Regions from separate parts of the Zea mays genome. Here region 1 is linked to region 2. A link is a contact called in public Hi-C data. All regions are on one chromosome and are shown on one strand. Each heading gives the region's core, a stretch centred on a gene start, on an enhancer-like site or on the middle of the called end of the contact. The rest is flanking DNA. Distances are from core to core; before and after follow the strand shown.

Region 1 (6,841 bases), core at 884-3,383, 170 kb before region 2:
ATTAAATCTATCGGGCCAATAGGTTTAAAACTATGGACACATAGTTTCAGCTTACAGAGATCAAGGTGATACATTTAAATAAAAAATCATACATAGCCTTATATAATTGCAACATCCGTGCAGTTGAGTACACGTCTACCCAAGGGGCAATGACAGTACATACATAGCCTTATATAAGAAACAGATACAACAATAATTGCAACATGATCATGGTATTCTTATTTCTGAGGTTATAACTACTGACAGGAAAATAGTAGTTTGAGAAACCATACCTTGAAAACGGAGAGGATTTGCTGTTTGCACCAGATTGACCATAAACATTGTAAGTACTAAGGATAAATGTCACTACTGACAGAGATGAAAAATACATCGTCCAGTTGGTTTCCACAACCGATACGCACCTTATTAGAGAAAAACTAGGAAACAAAACAAAACAATAAGGATTACAGATAATAGACATCAATGTTTTTGTCAAACTGGAATGCTCAAATAGGCATCATTCAATTCAACATGGTTCAGCTCTTCTGTCCTGTTCATGGAAGGGAAAAAAAGGAAGAATTAGAACAAACAAGAAATCCCCAATCATGTACACCAAAAAGGAAAAACTGCTAGAGAGAGCCTACTGCAATCAACTGTATTAACAAGTAGAAACGCGCTGAAGCTAACACAGCTCCACCCTGTACTTTTAATAGTTTTAACAGTTGTAATCCCCTATCGTGCCATTACATGGGTAAAACCAGAATCAATATGTAGGATGACCTAAAAAAGGATAATACAAACCTGAAAAACTAATGTACCAGAATCATGCAGTTGCTTGATTTCAATCGTGTGTATTGGCAAGTGAACTCACGCTGAAAATGACAGAACTGCATCCTATACTTTAATATTATAAATTCACTCGAAGGAGAATCATAAACATAATCAATCTTAACCCACAAATCAATTGTTGTTTCCTTAATTAATCAGAGATAAAAGAACCAAAGAAGAGGCAGAACCAACTCCCCTAGGCCACCTGGCACCTTAGTACGATACTAACAGCACCACACACGGGAAAGAAACACACGAGCAAAAAACTATCAGAAGCCTAAGCAACTAATGGCAACAACCTACATAGGAGGTGTTTTAATGCCTTGTCCAGCACCACTGGTTACACTCGTCATCATAAACTTCAAGCAGAAACTTTTGAAAGCAAGGACTACATTAGAGGCAATTATGTATGTACTGAACACAAATTTATATATCTATCCAACAATTTGCACTGCAGGAAGCAGTCTTTGGCACTTGATAGTCCAGCTTAGTGTCTCACGGAATTTGCATAGTATATCACAAGGTAAGATTAGCTGTGTGCTACTCGCGCTGAAACTGACACGACCACATCATCATTTCAACATTGTAATCCGCAATTGCAAGTAGGACATGACATCCTCACCAGAATTAACCACGTACACTAAACAGGAACTGGATCGTCAGAGAGGACAAGATGGCACGGGGGACAGGACGGACCTGAGACCTTGTCCTCCCACCAGTAGATGAACCTAAGGTTGGCCCCCTGCTTGTCCATCTTGTAGAGCTGGTACCAGTGCTCCGCCACCTCGGACCCCAGCACGGCGCCCGTGATCGCCCCGAACCCGGTCGCCAGCACGACGCCTGCAGTCAATCAATCACAGGCACCCACCCACAAATGCCGACGATGAGCAACAGCAACAAAACATAAACGGCCTGGCACAACCGATCTGGTAGCTGCAATGGCGCCCCGTGGGTCGTACCGTGCGGCGCCTTGGAGTACTTGAGCGCGACGCCGCCGAGGTGGGCGGCGCCGGCGAAGGCCCCGGCGAGCGCAAACTTCCTCGACTCCCGCAGGGCCTTGAGCTGCGGAAACCGCGTCGGTGGTCAGTCATACGAGAGGCGACGAGGAGGAAGGGGGAGGAGGCGAACGGATGGGAGCGCCGACCTGGGGCCCGTAGACCGGGTCGGAGGCGATGAACTCGTCGACGTCGGCGTCGGACCACTTGGGGAGGGGCTCGGCGCGGCCGTAGACCTTCTTGTAGTAGTCGAGGAAGGCGAAGTTGCTCGCCCAGTGCTGCTTCACGCCCTCGAAGTGCTCACCGATCCCCATCGCCGCCGCAGGTGGTTGATCTCTGGCTCTGGGGTCTGGAAAGGAGAGGAAGAGTGGAAGACGCCTAGTAGCCCACTCACACACACTGAGTCAGATGACAAGTGGGCCCGGATGGACCGGACTGGAATGTTCCTCCATGGGCTGAACGCAAGTTGACACTTGACAGTGCACGGGCATCCATGTACCAGCGGCAGCTGCGTGCTAGTCTCCTGTTGTGTTGAATTTTTTTGGGCTCACCATGAAAGTCACTCACAAAGTCACAATCTCAGGGTCTGTTTGGTTGGGATGTGATCGTGAAAAAAGCTGTGAGCTATAAAAAAAGCTGTTATGACTTATAAACTGCTAAAAAACTAAAAATCGTTTCGTGGAAATTACCCAAAGCCACTAAAAATTCTTTCATATATATTTTCACAGTTCCACTTGAAAGCTGCTAAAAGCAGGTCAAGAAGTGCTTTCAGTTTTACACTACAAAAAAATCGGCTTTTAGAAAAAAGTTGTTTTCCAGATTCAGCCATTTGGTTTGACTTTTGTCTTTTAGGGAGTACAAGTCAAAGCCAAAAGCCAAATCATACGCACCCTCAAGAAATCGACTAGCTTTTTAGTTTAGCTTTTGAAAATTCCAAAAACTTCAAAAGGCCGAGTTAATATAGAAAACTAAAAAGCATAATTTTATAGGATTTCTGTAGCTAATAATAAGCTTCAAAAGTTTGATGGCTACAACGACACTAAGTTGGATCTCCTCTTATCTATACTCGAGCAAACTTCATCATCGCCCAAATAAAACGTCAAGATCACAATATTGATTGTTTTTGTTGAGAAATCCTAATGAAGGGTTATGTGGACAAATACCAAATATAGTTCTGAGGGTTATCGTGTCTCTATATATAGAACATGTACCCCTCATATGGAATAGAGATCAGAAAGAGGTCAGAGGCCCAACCATATATCCAGTGTGTCGTGTGTTTCCTCTGTCGTGCTTATGGGAAGGGAGACGGGTTCTCTACATCTTCTTGCGCCTCTACTGCTGACGGGAGGGAAGGGAGCGGATCTGGTGATCCGTGGTAACGTAATTCTCAACACGTTATCAGCACGCTCTACCTCGACGTTGCTGCTCGATCAGATCTGCATCAACTTTCCATCAAGTCGGCAGGTCACCGGCCTAACCGAACTGTCCTACGCGACAGTCTTCGATTTGCCCTCTACGCAAACATGGTATGCATTTTTAAGTAGGATAGATCTATTGTTCTTCATTCGTTCCTCGAAAAAGATTAAAAAAAAGTGGTATGGAACTTTCTGCGGTTGAAAAAAACTCGCGAGACGTTCATGGGTTACCGCCTGCCGAGCGCGATGGTCACGTCCTTCTTCCTGGCTTGGAGTCATGGACTCGTGGCCGAGAGGAGCTCCTCATCCATTTTTTCTCAGTTAAAAAAACGCTCCCTATCGTGTCACGGCTATTGGTGCGCATGAATCCAGGGTTTTGCATGCCTATCTTAAAACTCAACGGTGCTCGTCCCGCCGCTGGTGTGATGGCTTTAGCCATTCTACATATGATTCACACGCCAGGCGTTAAGGATAAAGACGTCTACCGGGAAAGCCTCGGTAGTAACAGAAATGATTTTTTCCCTAGCGAAGGAGCTCGGTCAAATACTCCTAGAAAGGTGGTTTGTTAAGAATAAAAGAAAAAAGGCAATGCAATTCATACCATTCACTATTTTTTATCGTTTCACGTAGAATTAATTTCTTCGATAATTTATGTTATAATTGTTGCACTTAAAATAGGTTCTGGCTGAATTTGTTCCTTGAAATTTTTAGTACATTTAATTAACACGCATGTTTTTATGTTAAAATTTCTACCTTAATTATTTCCTGTCGTAAATAATTAGTAGAAAAATACGTCCTTAAATATGAAAAAATGTACACATGATATGCTATGTTCATGCATTACTTTTTGTGTTTATATTTCTGCCTTTATTTCCCGTAGTAAATAATTAGCAGAAAATTATTAAAATGCATGTGAAGGCTATGCTACGTATTTTCATATCCCTCTAAATATTTATTTTGCATTGAGCTTTTGGACTCACGTTGAGCGATTAAATGATATAGTGGGTACTGAGACACGTCGATCAGACTACATTTTTAATTAGTTGGGTTATGGCATTAGCTGAATATTGACTGCGTCCTGGCAACACGACGCAATATTTGTGTCGTTCGAACTTGGCTGCGTCATGTGATTGCTATGTCGCGCTCTCCATTAATCGGATCGCTCCCGTTGAGTCAGACCGTCATCGCTGAGTCGCGTATTTTTTGCATACCCTGTAGGCACTGTCTGTCTGTCGGAGCCACAATTGCGCCTGTTGCACATGTTGCGTGGATTTATCGTGTACCCCAATTACCGAGCCACAATTGCGTCTATTGTGCTTGTTACGAAGGCTTGTTGTGTTGTCGTAGTCCTGATGGCCGCACACGCATTGACGTCAGATACGCTAGAGCTTGTACTCGCGTGGATTATGGTGGGTTATTGGAGCCCCTTAAGTCACATTATTTTGCAACCTTCGTAAACAATTTTGTTTGGCTCTATATTTTGTTTGATTGTGTTGTGTGGCATCGTATATTTATATATATCGCCAAGTGGTCATAACAACTATATTAAATCTAGGAAATTAATTCAAAATACAATGAAACACAGATAAGTTAATTCTCTGCTCTCTTCCCATGCATAAAGTTTTACTCGAAGTAACTCGAAGGTATAAAATATAATGCATGAAAGCCTTTTTGGCGCAGAAAACATCACAAATTGGGATTTTATTAGTAAGCAATAAGACCTTATCAGATGAATAAATGCTAGAATCTCAGTCATACATTGCTCAACCAGATGTTGGCACATTGCTATTTGTCGCTGAACGGCATGAAGCGAACTTTGAGATAAATAGCTAGTACCTTAGCAACACGAAGTTGCGAGTACATCGAAAGGTAATTCTGAGAATTTTTTCACAATGTTTGTGTGAAAAACCATTGTGTGTTCCCGTCGAACCACTTTACTCGTCCTATCTAGGACCTCTATGCTTGTGTTGCATACATCTCTTAGAATTGTAAATACTTATAGTCACTGAATTGACTTTGTATATTTCTTTGATTGGTATGGTATAGCTTTAAGCTAAATGGTAAAGGTCAGTCCTAAATGAACATATACTGGAGTTTATGTAGCAAAACTACATTAAATTCCACCCTTTGAAATGCTTACCGTAATATATCTATGATCTACCAGGAGTAAGAAGAGTAAAAAATAGCCATGAAATCCCATATTACCACAGAGCTAGAAGTGCATTTGGCATTAATATGTCATTGGTCCTTGGCGCCGGAAGATCCATAATTCTTGACCATTAAGCTATTGGTGATGGTAATTTGTGATAGAAATATGAAGATCTTATGGAGACCAGATGTATTCTCCCTTGTCTTGATGACTCCTTCGTATGAGATCAATATTATCTGTTGTTGAAGACTAGTCCCAAACGGATATTGGTATTTCTTTCGCTCTTGCCAAGCAGTTATCTCTATTTGCTTTGTCGAAAGCTTAGGAATCAGATGATTTTTCCCAGATAAAATGAATTCTTGGCCTTGTATGTTCTATTCCAAAGCTTCTCTTTTTGCTGAACAATGAAGAGATCGAAATAATGCTATATAGAACAATTTGGTATATAATATGAGGAGAAATGTTTGCCCTGCTGGCAACACCACAAATAATTATCTGTTGTTATTGAAAGGGAAATGTGCCCTTGGGCCATTTCTAAGTATTTTGGTGATTGAGTGCCAACGCAAGTGCTTTTGTTTTGATCTATGCAATATGGTGTACAAAGTGCAAATCATGTCAAAAGATATGTTTCTAGACTTAGTACATTGTTTTATGGACTAATGTATTGTGTCTAAGTGCTGGAAACAGGAAAGATTGAATTGGAAATGAGATGGCTCTGTTCAGCCAAAGTCAGCTCGGTCTGGGTGCACCGGACTGTCCGGTGGTGCACCGGACAGTGTCCGGTGTGCCAGGCTGGCTCAGGCGAACTTGCCGCTCTCGGGAAGGAATTAACGGCATACGGCTATAATTCACCGGACTGTCCGGTGTGCACCGAACTGTCCGGTGAGCCAACGGTCAGCCGGGCCAACGGTCGGTTGCGCGATCCGCGCGGGACACGTGGCCGAGCCAACGGTCGGGAGGGGGCACTGGACAGTGTCCGGTGCACCAACGACTCCAAGGCTGCCAACGGTCGGCTTCGCAAAATAAGGAAGGAAATCCGCACCGGACAGTGTCCGGTGGTGCACCGGACTGTCCGGTGCGCCAGGCGACAGAAGGCAAGAATTGCCTTCCCTGATTGCTCTCAACGGCTCCTAGCTGCCTTGGGGCTATAAAAGGGACCCCTAGGCGCATGAAGGAGAGAACCAAGCATTCCTTGAGCACTCTTGATCACTCACACTCCATTCTTGCGCACTTGTTCGACATTCTAGTGATTTGAGCTCTGTTCTAGTGTGCTAGTCTCTTGAGCTTAAGTCTGGGTCTTGTGTGTGCGTATTTGCTGTGATCTTTGTGTCTTGTGTGAGTTGCTAATTCCCCCCTTACTCCGTGCTTCTTTGTGAACATATTTGTAAGGGCGAGAGACTCCAAGTTGTGGAGATTCCTCGCGAACGAGATATAGAAAAGAAAAGCAAACACCGTGGTATTCAAGTGGGTCTTTG
Region 2 (6,794 bases), core at 1,642-4,141:
CTGCATGCATACAAATTTATGATGGAAATAATATGCAATGAAAGGAAATTAATTGCATGCATAGAAACAAAAAATCGCATTTAATATTTTATTTCCTTCATAAATATAGGATCCCTCCAACAGCCATGCAGCTAAACGCATTAGAACTAGTTTATGATATATACTGATAAAAATTATACTACACGGTGTATGTATTTATGCAATTCGTTACACTACGTAAAAAAATCTGACATGTTGTTCACTAGTGGACGCATCTCCGGGTAGAGCGTAAAACCTTAAGTTTTTTGAGCATAAAATCCCTCAATTATAAGCGTAAATACCGAGTCAATGTGAAAGGTTGATAGCTCTAGTAGGTTGTTATTACGATCCTATTTTTATGACAAATCCGAAAAACATGGCAGTCGTATGCATGCAGTTTTTATTTTTATACAGATCCAAAAATTATGGCAAAATCGTGAAAGTTTCCATTGCATACGCGTAAATTACGAACATCATAAATCAAGGAATTGCCTTTCCAATGTGCATGCAGTAAACTGATATACGAACTCCATGTTCAAGCATAAAATCGTACAGTTTTTAGCGTAAATAATACATGTGGTAGGCATGAAACACAATAATCGAAAAGAAAACACGAATCGAAGGAGGTAGTGGCCGGAGGACGTCGTCAATAACACAAGCACAAATGTAGGTTGTCACTCGGGCCGCCGAAACTGCGCCGGATCGGAGGATGTCACGCGCGATCATCGCTGCGCGCATCTCGCGCCTTCCGTGACGCCGCTCGCTCGAACCTCGCGCCTCATACGTCGACGGGCGCCGCTTGCTTGCCGGTCTTGGAAGTGCCACCTCCTCGGGGCCTCGGGGACGCCGCCGTCGCTTGCCCGCACAAGGGCCCCGCTGTCGCTCGCCTTCTGGATCGGGGAGCCGCCGCCACCGACCTGGGAACCGCCGCCACTACTCCGGATCGAGGAACCTCCGCCACCGTGTGTCGATGTCATGGAGCTGCGGTCACCGGCTGGGGGTCCATCGCCGCGCATGCTCTGGGGCAACCGTCATCGTGTCACGCGGCGTCGCTAATGAATCAGAGTGGAGCGTAAAAAACTGAACCCTAGTACTCCGGGTCCTGTTTTATAGACGTTCAGACCTGGTCCGGCTCGACATTGCACCGTCCGAACCTGGGCTTCCTCTATTATTGGAAGCGTAGGGCTCTTAATATATAAACTATATATATATATATATATATAATATAACTTAATAAATAGGATTATTGCAACCACAATTTTCTTAGGACAAACACATTGTTGTCGCTCGTCATGTCATGGGCTTCTCCAACAGCGCCGAGACGTACCACTGGTCCTTCTCCTTTCCCCGGTGGCCGGTGTTCCACCGCAGCTTCCTGAACCCGACGCGATCCAGCATCGGCGCGAGCGTGGCGTTCAGCTGCATGGCGGCGCAGACGAAGTGGTCCAGCCAGAACAAGCCCCCGGGCCTGAGCACCCTGTACACGTCGTACAGCGCGAACTCCAGCATGTCGCCGGCGCCGAGGCCATGCCCCGCGTGCACGATATCCATGGCGCCGTCGAACAGGGGCAGCCGGTGCGCGGGGGTAACGTGAAGCGCCACGAGGCCGCGCGACGCGACGAAGCTGCCGAACGGCGCGCCGGAGTCGACGGCCGCGGTGAGCACGGTGGCCCCCGCGCGCTCCAGCATCCGCGCGGCGAACGTGCCGGAGGGGGAGCCGCCGCCGAGGTCCAGGCCGATGCGCACCGTGCCGTTGGGACGCGCCCGGAGCACGGCGTCGATGGAGTAGGACAGCGCGCCGTCGTCGCGCGCCCATCTACCCCGCCCGCGCCGCAGGTCGAAACATGATCCGCCGTCGCCGTCGCCGCCGCAGCCAGTGATGTTACCGCGGGCGGCCGCGAGGCACGAGTAGCTCTTGCACGCGTACGCGTCCCAGACGACGGTGGTGTCCGGTGGCGTGGTCCACAGGCTCCGGGGCAGCGGCGCCGGCTGCGGGTACCCCTTGGGCGAGCGCGGGCGGCAGCGGCGGCGCGGCAGCGGCTCGCAGCCGCTGAGCATGAGCCTGTGCGCGAGTTGCTCGTCTGACGGGCACTCCCCGCCGGGTGCGTAGTCCATGTAGCGCTCGAGATCGTCCTGAACGCGGACGCACGCGTGGCCCAGGACCGGGACCGCAGCCTCGGTCACATCGTGGTGGCGCGGGCCGACACCGACAGCGAGCCTGAGCTCGCCCGCGGGCTCGCGCTTCCATTCGCCGCCGCCAGTGGCGGAGAGCTCCTCCCGCATGGCGTGCAGGAGCGTGCGGAGGAGCTCGTTGGCGGTGCGGACGCGGGCGTGGAGGTCCGCGAGGTCGGCGCGGCCGGCGGCGAGCGCGGCCTGCGTGGCGTTGAGGTCCGCGTGGAGCGCCGCGGAGCCGTCCCAGAGGCGGACGATGGTGGCGGCGGGCCTGTAGCCGCCGCCGTAGCGGCGGAGCAGGGAGGACCCGGCGCCGGAAGAGACGACGGCGACGGAGACGGCGTTGGTGAGCAGGAACATGAGCAGCGTGGCCGCCGTGGTGCAGCTGCAACAGTAGCAGCGGCGCCGCGTCGGCGGCAGCGGCTTGTTCTTGCCGTTGCCGTGGAGGTCGTCGTCGTCCATCACCGATGGGCTCGATCGATCTCACTTAGCAAGCAGGCAGGATCGAAGTGAGACGAGGGGCACAATGCAGAGATAGCAGTAGTCCAAGAGTAGATCACACATCGAAAAGCTCGCGACCGCTTGCTGCCGATCGTATTCGTATGTACGTACGCCTACAGTTTGATTTGCATAGTACGTGGGCATGGCGGACTAATTGGCGGTTGCTTGCGAGTGCGACGCGGGAAAAGGGGGAGGGTAGCTTCATTTGCAGGCGTGCGCTCGCTTCGAGATGAGAGACGTTAAGAGGCGCCGCCATTTGCTTGCTAGATTGCTTTGCTAGCAACACGCTCGTAAAGTCGTACGTAAAGTGTTTTTTTTCTCTTCTTTTGAGGATCACGTGATGTGCTGAGAGATTGAGTGATATTATACCAAAGTGAAATCCAGGAAGAAAAGCAGTTGGCGGGCGGGACGGCCCAGCACAGCCCAGCCTAATAGGGAGGGGCGGAGGGCGTATTATGGGCTGTAAACATGTAAATGTCCTCACAGTTTTGGACCAGCTGTGGAGTAGGTGGGCTTCAAACCCATGCCGGTAGGCCCGCTAGAGGAGAAATTTACGTGCACTGAACAGGCTAGCTGCTTTCCTCTATCTCTCTCTCTCAAAAAAGAATGAGTAGTACGTGCAGTGTGCAGTGTGCAGTGCATGCAACACGGCATCGGTACCCACTAGACCGCCGCACTTGATACGATTGGCGGCAGGCAGGTTGGGAGTACGGAGCACCGCACAGGCACCCAACCGCCGCGCGCTTTTACGTCCTGTCCATGCACGTATTGGGCCCACTACCAGGGCGAGCAGTGTGCATCCTGGGCCGCCATTCCTTGTTGATCTTGGGTGGGTTCTAGTAGAGTGAGAAGGTGATGAACTAGAGAGAGGGTAGGAATGGGAGACGAGACTAGTGTTGCTAATCATGAAATATAATCTTCCCATGTATGAGCTAATAAGGACATGCTTATATATGACAGCTGGGGACTGTTGGGTGTGTCCCCTACAGCCGGTCAATAAAGACCGGATTGAGCTTAACCTAATTAACCGTCTCTTTAATCGGGCCCTTGATCGGAAGAGCCCATGCTAACCTCGATTGGAGCCCCCAGGCACACGACGCTATAAATATAGGACTAAGGGGTCACAGGAAAGACTAACACTAGTACCTCGCCCCAAAACCCTAGTCCCTAAAGGCCCCCATCGCCTAAGCGTCGGAGTGTCTGGAAACGCGACAACCTACAGCGGCTCGGATCCCGATACCTGCTGCTTCTCTGCAGAGCAACGGAATGAAGATGGCAACAACGACAACTCTCCAACAATCGAGGTTTTTATTCCAATTACGGATTGGTATTCTAGGGACTTAGTAATCGATCCTAAAAACCATAGAATCTAACAATGGTATCAGAACCATGTTATTATTTGTTTTTCTATGCATTATTGTTTATTATGAAGCCTATGTGGATTAATTCTCATTAAGTGCATAAAAATTCAGATTTTTTGTGATGATTGAATATTTTGACCAATGTTGAATATTGTTGCCATTTATACAAGAATTAAGTTTTCTAGATCATCCAACGATGGTTTAGAATTTTAAGAACTAGAAAATTTTGTAGATCAGACATGGTTATTATTTGACCAATGTCAAATATTTAATTCATGCAAGTTCTATGTTTCAGTATTTACTTCAGATGTCCTAAATATTTTTTGTTTTACTTTGCTAAAGTGCACATACTGGCCTACTAGTTGGTCAGATAAGGCAGATTAAGTTGCTACATAGTATTTATTACCACTTATGGCAGGAACAAATTGAAATGATGTGTGAGATAGATTACTCATTATGGTTATGAGAAACCCACTAAGCCTACGTACAGTAGGCTCACCTCAGTATGACCTTAAGATGTCGCAGTAGAACATCGATAAGGTCAACTGGAAAAGATCCAAGTGTAATATATTTGATCACAATAAGTCTCATCCAGGACCCTATTGAGGGTCCTATTCCAAAATATGAGACATTTCATGTTTAGTATAACAACAATGTAAAGGACAAGTGCAATATAGATCAACTCATGGCACAGTGTGTCCAGAAGGTGGAAAGGTTGATGAGTCAAAGAAGTGATTCTATTAATCTTCCCAAACTAAATATCCCCAAACAGAACAAGAACTCTAAGAAAAGTTCAAGAATAAGATCAAGCATGATCACCAGGCTTTTACAAGCCACAATCAGACAGTTTCTCAGACCCCCCTGAGACCTGCCTCTACTACAAGAAGACATGGCATTAGAAAATAGAAAATGCCCAGAATTCCTACAATAGCTACTACAGAATGCAATTCCGTACAAACCTAAGGCTCCCAGTGGGCCGAAAAACAATTACAGTGGTTAACGGAAAGCAAGTAGACACTTAATTTCAGTTTCAAGATTAGACAATCAACACATCCACTGTCACTTTGGTGATAGAGATTGTATGTTATTCAATTTGATAATAAAGATGTTGGTCTCGCTATCCGTCGAGACATGCTTTATTTATCTTTGCATAGTGATGATGTTAACGTCTTAGATACACCAGAAAACAATCCAGCCAATAGTGGCAGGAGAAAGAAAATAAAGTGATGGAGAGACCTCATCGAAATTATGGCACTATCGTTTGGGCCATATTTCGAGGGGGAGAAAATATAATGCCTTGTTAAGGGACAGATTCTCCATCACCTAGACTTCACAGACTTAGAGCAATGCAGAGATTGCAAGCACAGTATGAGAGTGTTAAAATTATTCATACAAACATTTGTGGTCCTTTTCCAGTTAGGACAATAGATGGGTTTTGACTTGTTCATAACCTTTACAGATGACTACTCTTGCTACGATTATATTTACCCCTTTTAAGGTAGGATCAGAAGCTTTAGACAAGTTTAAACAGTTCAAAAGGTGAGGTAGAAAATCAACACGATTTGAACACAAAGATTGTCATATCAGATCGAGTGGGGAGTACTGTGGGCACCATACTGAGTATGGATAGGTCCCATGATCCTTTCGTGAGGTTCCTAAGTGAAAACGATATTGTTGCTCAGTATTCAACACTTGGTGAACCGCAATAGAATGTGGTTGCCTAAAGGCGTAACAGAACGCTGATGTACATGGTAATGGGTATGCTTAGTTACTCTAACTTATTATTGGTTCTGTGGATGGAGGTTTTAAAAACCGCTATCCATATATTCAACAGTTCCTAGTAAATCAGTGGCTAAAACTCCATCTGAGTTGTGGACTGCTAGAAAGCCCACGCTCAACTACTTACACATATGGGGGTTGCCCAGCAGAAGCTAGAATATTTAATCCTGGACAGGGAAAGCTAGATGAGAGAACAACTAGCTGCCATTTTTTGGCTACCCTAAGAGATTGAAGGGTTATTGATTCTACTGCCCAGGCAGACAAACCAAGTTTACAGAAACCAGACATGCCATTTTCCTAGAGGATGACATGATCAAGGGGAGTAAGGTACTTAGAGAGGTTGACCTTCAGGAAAAGAGGATGTATGTCCTGTTTCTGATGGTTGAAGAACCATACTTCTTGATACCCGTTGTGGTTCCACCAACAGTTGTAACGACTCGAGGTGAAACCCCTGCTGCAAATATTGTATCGCTGAGTGCAACTACTACAAAGCAAGTCACTTCACCTTCTGCACAACCTGGCTCTTTCGAGTCGGTTGCACAGGAGAGTTCACATTTGGTAGTGTTGCGCTAAGTGACGCACCATTGTAGGAGCCCTAGAACGGACCAGAACTAGAAACAAGTTTAAGAAGGTCTCAAAGGTCTAGATGATCTGCAATTCCTGATGATTATGGAGTTTAAACAAGTGTAGACATAGAAAGCGATGAGATTTATATGAGTGAGGACATCGATACAGAAGGTGATCCCACTACATATGAAACAGCTATGAGAAGCGCAAATTAGTGGGTCTACAAGACCAAACGCGACTCCAAAGGGAATATAGAAAGGTACAAGGCTAGACTTGTGGCCAAAGGGTTCACACAGAGAGAAGGCATTGACTACCATGAAACCTTCTCACCTATCTTAACAAAAGATTCATTTCGGATCATTATGGCATTAGTCGCTCATTTTGATCTAGAGCTCC

The links. Hi-C and Micro-C count contacts between places; a contact is called where the count stands out from the background.
Region 1: a Hi-C map of endosperm shows a contact between it and region 2, with 5 times the contacts expected there. The contact joins the promoter of LOC100501513 here to the promoter of LOC103653138 in region 2. A contact is called at or near these places in 3 of 25 Hi-C or Micro-C datasets (ear, endosperm and tassel).

What each region holds. Positions count from the first base shown.
Region 1 is chr4:40,784,707-40,791,547 of Zm-B73-REFERENCE-NAM-5.0, reverse strand. It overlaps LOC100501513 (putative Rickettsia surface antigen family protein), which reads right to left and starts at 2,133. Exons shown (of 4, transcript NM_001196215.1): 1 at 1,952-2,133; 2 at 1,767-1,869; 3 at 1,504-1,647; 4 at 293-529. The coding sequence starts at 2,116. The coding sequence ends at 516.
Region 2 is chr4:40,616,111-40,622,904 of Zm-B73-REFERENCE-NAM-5.0, reverse strand. LOC103653138 (S-adenosyl-L-methionine-dependent methyltransferase superfamily protein) reads right to left here and starts at 2,891. Exons shown (of 1, transcript XM_008680096.3): 1 at 1,093-2,891. The coding sequence starts at 2,652. The coding sequence ends at 1,309.